Linked DNA regions of Ovis aries: region 1 is linked to region 2. Evidence: chromatin contacts called from public Hi-C data. All regions are on one chromosome and are shown on one strand. The core of a region is the stretch at or near the end of the contact, and the rest is flanking DNA. Distances in the headings are between cores, read along the strand shown. Region 1 holds the start of PAAF1 (proteasomal ATPase associated factor 1). Region 2 has its middle 24 kb from the start of PLEKHB1.

Region 1 (2,700 bases), core at 8-2,507, 190 kb after region 2:
GTGAAGTTAAGTCACTCAGTCGTGTCCGACTCTTTGTGACCCCATAGTCAGTAGCCTACAAGGCTCCTCTGTCCATGGAATTTTCCAGGCAAGAGTACTGGCCCTACACAAAATTCATTTGCTTTGAAGGCAAGGGAGGAGGGAGAAAATGGGCTTCGAAAACAAACTTGGATTGGAAAATTAGCCTGGTCACTGACTCACTGGGATGCTTTGAGCAAATTACACTTTATAATCTCTCTTGAAAAACACACATCAAATCTATCTCACAGGACTGAAAACTAAATGAGATAATGCACGTAAGGAGCCTGGCACGTCCAGAGTTCAATAAATGATAACTCCTATTACTATACATGTTTCTTCTTTCTAAATATACTGAGCTCTTTAAAGGCAAGGGCAAGCCTCTTGAAACAATATGGTGGAAAGAACAGTGCCGTGGATTCTAAGCCAAGAAATCCGGATTCAAATACTGGCACCTCGTTTTACTATGCGCAAGCCTTAGCGTGCATTCCTTTTTTTTTTTTTTTTCCCCCGTTTTTTTGGCATGTGGGATCTTAGTTCCCCTACCAGGAAACGAACTATATAGTGTCCCCTATAGCGGAAGGGCAATCTTAACGACTGGACCACAGAGGAAATCCCTTAGTTTCCTTCCTTCTTAAGGTAATATTTAACTCACTTTACCGCAAGGAATAAGATGCTAATAAGGGACAAGTGCATGGGCTACGAAAGGACTTAATTCCCCACCTCAACCTGGCTTCAGTCTCTCATGAGTAAAAAGTGGAAGACCCTCGCTCAGAGACCAGGGCAGGATGGAAGGTCGGCAGTTGGTTCGCGAAGGCCAGCCTGGACTAAGAAGGCACTGAAAGGATGGGTAAGCAGAAAAACCCAAGCGGCCAAGTTACTTAAAACCACCACCTTCCGGAGAGGACGCAAGCGCACTCGCGAGCCCGCGCTGTGCCCGCTAGGCTTCACCGCGTAAGATCGCGGCACACAGTGCTCACCGAACAGGCAGACAGGAGGACTCGAACGCGCGCTGCTGCACAGCGGCGTCGGCTTCGCAGGCAGCTGTAACTCTACCGAATTACCCAGTAAACCTCGGGTCAGGAACCAGCTTCCTGCAAGGAGCGCGCGCGCAAAGGGGCGGGGAGAGAAGGAGAATACATCACGTATTTCCATTAGCGGCTTTTCGGGTAGATCCCGCCCTTCGTTCTCGACGTAGGCTCTGTGGGGCATCCACTTCCGGGAGAGAGCGGAAGGGGCGGGCTGGTGGAGGCGGGCCAAGATGGCGGTACCTTTGAGGATTCAGAGCGACTGGGCCCAGGCTCTCAGGTGAATCCAGGTCCAGAACTGGGACATAGGAGGCGGGTAGCGGATGTTGCCTTTACGTTAAGGAGCGCCATCCCCGACCCAGGATGTCCATAGGGGTTGCCTCATCAATTGTTGAGGGAACCCTGGGCCTAGAAGTCTCAAAGCCACATGGTCATTGTTTTTCCTTCTCAGAAGAGTTATGTATCCCAGGAAACACGTATGCGTCGTGTGATGGCAGAGGCAGAATAGCATCAATGAGTTGGAGAAAGACAGGAAAACTGAGAGGCAGGAAGACTCTTGGCCAAATAGTCATGGTCATTTAGCAAATACTTACTTATCAGCTATTTCCAAAAGTCCCAGCAATCTGCATTACCAGGAGTCTTGGCATCCTTCTCGACCCCTGCTGCTAAGTCACTTCAGTCGTGTCCGACTCTGTGCGACCCCATAGACGGCAGTCCACCAGGTTCCGCCGTCCCTGGGATTCTCCAGGCAAGAACACTGGAGTGGGTTGCCATTTCCTTCTCCAATGCATGAAAGTGAAAAGTGAAAGTGAAGCCGCTCAGTAGTTTCCGACCCTCAGCGACCCCATGGACTGCAGCCTTCCAGGCTCCTCTGTCCATAGGATTTTCCAGGCAAGAGTACTGGAGTGGGGTGCCATTGCCTTCTCCCAGTGGTGTGTTAGTCATGTTGTGTGTAGTCCATGGGGTCGCAAAGAGTCGGACACAACTGAGCGACTTTCACTTCACTTCACTTCACTTCACAGGTCTTTTCAGGGAACAGTGTAACACTTAAACCATGTCCAGACTCTGACCTAAATAGATGCTCGGCGGAGTTCAGATGTGTACTCTAAACTTAAGGGTGGTTTCTGCCTTTGAGACGCTAACAGCTTAATTGGAATGAACAACAAACCATTCATTTATTTATTGTGTATCATATACTGTGCAAGTTATTTTGCCAGGCACCAGAATGAGTACAGCCGTACCGAGATGTTCAGCCGCTAAGTCGTGTCTGCCGTGGACTACAGCCGGCCAGGCTCTTCTGTCCTTGGGATTTCCAAGGCAAGAATACTGGAGTGGGTTGCCGTTTCCTTCTCCAACAGCAGTGCCATGAATGGCAACTATTATACTAATAGGTTTTAAAAATGGAAACAATGGTGAAGATGAATGGAACATAGTCTCCTGAGTTTAAGAAACTTATGCCTTACTAGGTGGGCTGAAAAGAAACCTTATTACTACAACACCAGATGTGTAATAGGAGGAACACTGGCATTTATTGAGGACCACCTACCTTTGCAAGAACACAAGTTCAGAATCAAGAAGTAAGTTGCCCAGGATAGTGCAGCTAATAAGTGTTTCATGATGAAGTACTTGAGCTTCACTTAACTAACAGGTCTAT
Region 2 (2,700 bases), core at 4-2,503:
TAGGTTAGGTTAAGTCCTGTTGACTTGTGGCTTAGCTCAAGTGACTCCATTTGGGGTTTGTTGTTTCATTTTTAACATATGAGGAGAGAGAAATGATTTAAAAGGTGGAATTCTTAGGACTTCCCTGGCAGTCCAGGGGTTAAGATTCTGTGTTTCCACTGCAGGGAGTGCAGATTTGATCCCTGTGAGTGGAACTAAGAGAGCTGATGCCACGTGGTGCACTGAAGTGAAATGAAAATGAAAATAATAAAAAGGTGAAATTCTTAATCAAAGGGGAAACAGGAACTCGAAATTTGAAAAATTCTCAGCCTATTCATATTGAATAAGAGAGTTCATTTAAGAGAGAATACAAAGGGTGTGGCAGGATTTGGTAAGATTTATATGGAGCTACCATTTCAACAGAAGCTAGGAGCTATTCTAGACAATGGGGAGATTGGTTGGTCATCTAAAGACAGGACCTATTGTCCAAGGCGATAGAAGAATGACCCCAAAGGCATTGCCATCACTGTCCCAAACTGAAAGGGCATATAAGGACAGATTAATTCCAAAGGAGAGGCTTCTGCTGCCTGGTACCCTTTCACATTGCAGGATCTGATCCCCTAATTCTGGCATCTAGCCCCGCAGCTGCCCTTGGTGTAGTGCAGGCCATGGTGGCAGCTCTTTCAGAGGTGTAGCCAGCTTTGTCCACCCAGATTCCAAAGAATGGACCCTTCTGGGCCTCTGGTGTGCAACCCCATCAGAGAACCACTTTAGGGTACAGCAGAGAGCTCCTATGATGGCAAAGCCCAGAAGAGTTGTGGGGGTGGGACTGCTCTCAAACCCCCAAACTGGTAGAGCCAGTTTTGAGTGTGAGATTCCACTTCCAGAGCCACAAGCACAAGATTCCAACCCACAAGAGCTGGGGTGTGGCCACTCCAGTAGGTCCAAAGTGCAGGTCCCTGCCCCAGTGTACCTTAGGGTTTTGGACTTGCTTAGGACTTGTTACCCCTTTCTTCTTTTGTTTAGCCATGCCACGTGGCTTGTGGGATCTGTTTCCTGACCAGGAATTGACCTGGGGCCCTCGGCAGTGAAAGCATGAAGTCCTAACCACTGGACCACAAAGGAATTCCTTTATTTCTCCTTTTTGAAGTAGGAATGTCTATCCTATGCCTGTCCCACCATTGTATTCTGGAAGCACATAACTTGTTTGACTTAATGGGTTCATAAGTTCAATCAACACTGAATCTCACCCATGTAAAAAAATTAATCAACAGAAGCGTCAGAGTCAGGAGACCAGAAGAGGGAGCTCTCAGACTCTGCAATGATAGTCTTTCCTGGCAAGGAATTAGCCAATGAAAAGCCATGAACTTTCTCACAGTCCTTCTTTTCCTCACTAATAAACCATTCTCCTTCCCTTGCCACGCAGGGACTTGCCACAGTTGCAGATCCCAAACTGCAATTCTCTGCTGATTCTGAATAAAGCCTTTTCTTCCCCCACCTGGAGAAGTAACTCGCAGTTTATCTGTTTTAGGTCAACACCCATTTCTAATTTGGATGAGACTGGTGGCCTAGACGGTAAAGAATCTGCCTGCAATACAGGAGACCTGGGTTCAATCCCTGGATCAGGAAGATCCCCTGGAGAAAGGAGTGGGTACCCACTACAGTATTCTTCCCTGGAGAATTCCATGGACAGAGGAACCTGGCAGGCTACGGTCCATGGGGTTGCAAAGAGTCAGAAACGACTGAGTGACTAACAATTTCACAGATTTAGGCTTTAGAGTCAGTACTTGAACAGGTAGATTTGGGGGTTACTGGGATGGAATGAATGTATTTTTCATGTGAGAAGGATATGGACTTTGGGTGGCCAGGGGAAGAAAGCTATGGTCTGAAAGTTTGTGTCCCTCCAAAATTTTATACCTTAAATCCTCCAAAAGATGATGGTATTAGTAAATAGGGCTTTGGCACATGCTTAAGTCATGAGGGTGGAACCTTCACGAACAGGACTACTTATAAAAGGGATTCCAGAGAGATCCCTCACACCTTTCACCCTGTGAGTTCACTGAAAAAAAGGTTATGGCAATGAACTAGCACCTCGCCAGGTGATCACACTGGTGCTTTAATTTTGGACTTCTCAGTCTCCAGAACCGTAAGCAGTAAATTTTCTGTTGTTTATAAACTGCCCAGTCTGTGGTATTTCGTTACAGCAGTCTGAACAGACTAATATAGAAAAGACATCCTGTGTTCATGGACTGTAAAACTTAAGATGACAAACTACCCAAAGTGATGAGAACAAAGAAGCAAGACTCACACTTCGAGGCTTCCACGTATACCACGAAGCTACAGTAATGAAAACAGTGTGGTAATGCATAAGGACAGACACACAACAGAAAACACAGAAATAAACCCTCACACATATGGCCACTTTTCAACAAGAGTATGAAGACCATTCAATGAGGAAAGGACAGTCTTCAATAAATGTTGCTATGCAAACAGTATTTATATGCTAAAAAGAATGAAGTTGGACCCTTATGTTATGTCATTTACAAAAGTAACTCATATTGATCAAAGATCTAAGCTTTAAGAGCAAAACTATAAAACTGTTAGAACAAAACGTAAGAAATAATCTTCATGATATTGGATTTGGCAAGGATTTTTCTGATATGACACCAAAAACATAAGCAAAAAAGGAAAAGATAATTGGACTTGATTAAAATTTTAAAA

What was found. A called contact is a pair of places that touch in the nucleus more often than the background predicts.
Region 1: a Hi-C map of liver shows a contact between it and region 2, with 3 times the contacts expected there. The contact joins the promoter of PAAF1 here to the enhancer-like site in region 2. A contact is called at or near these places in 2 of 16 Hi-C or Micro-C datasets (hypothalamus and liver).

What each region holds. Positions count from the first base shown.
Region 1 is chr15:52,059,266-52,061,965 of ARS-UI_Ramb_v3.0, forward strand. It overlaps PAAF1 (proteasomal ATPase associated factor 1), which reads left to right and starts at 1,258. Exons shown (of 13, transcript XM_042232752.1): 1 at 1,258-1,326. LOC101104176 (cytochrome c oxidase assembly factor 4 homolog, mitochondrial) reads right to left here and starts at 1,806. Exons shown (of 2, transcript XM_042232755.2): 1 at 1,640-1,806.
Region 2 is chr15:51,871,903-51,874,602 of ARS-UI_Ramb_v3.0, forward strand. No RefSeq gene overlaps it. Among named protein-coding and RNA genes, the nearest start is that of PLEKHB1, 24 kb to the left of the region's middle. Within about 2 kb of position 1,254, at least 18 of the 54 cell types and tissues checked have an H3K27ac peak or open chromatin away from gene starts, as enhancers often do. A contact at or near this core is called in liver, where this site is marked.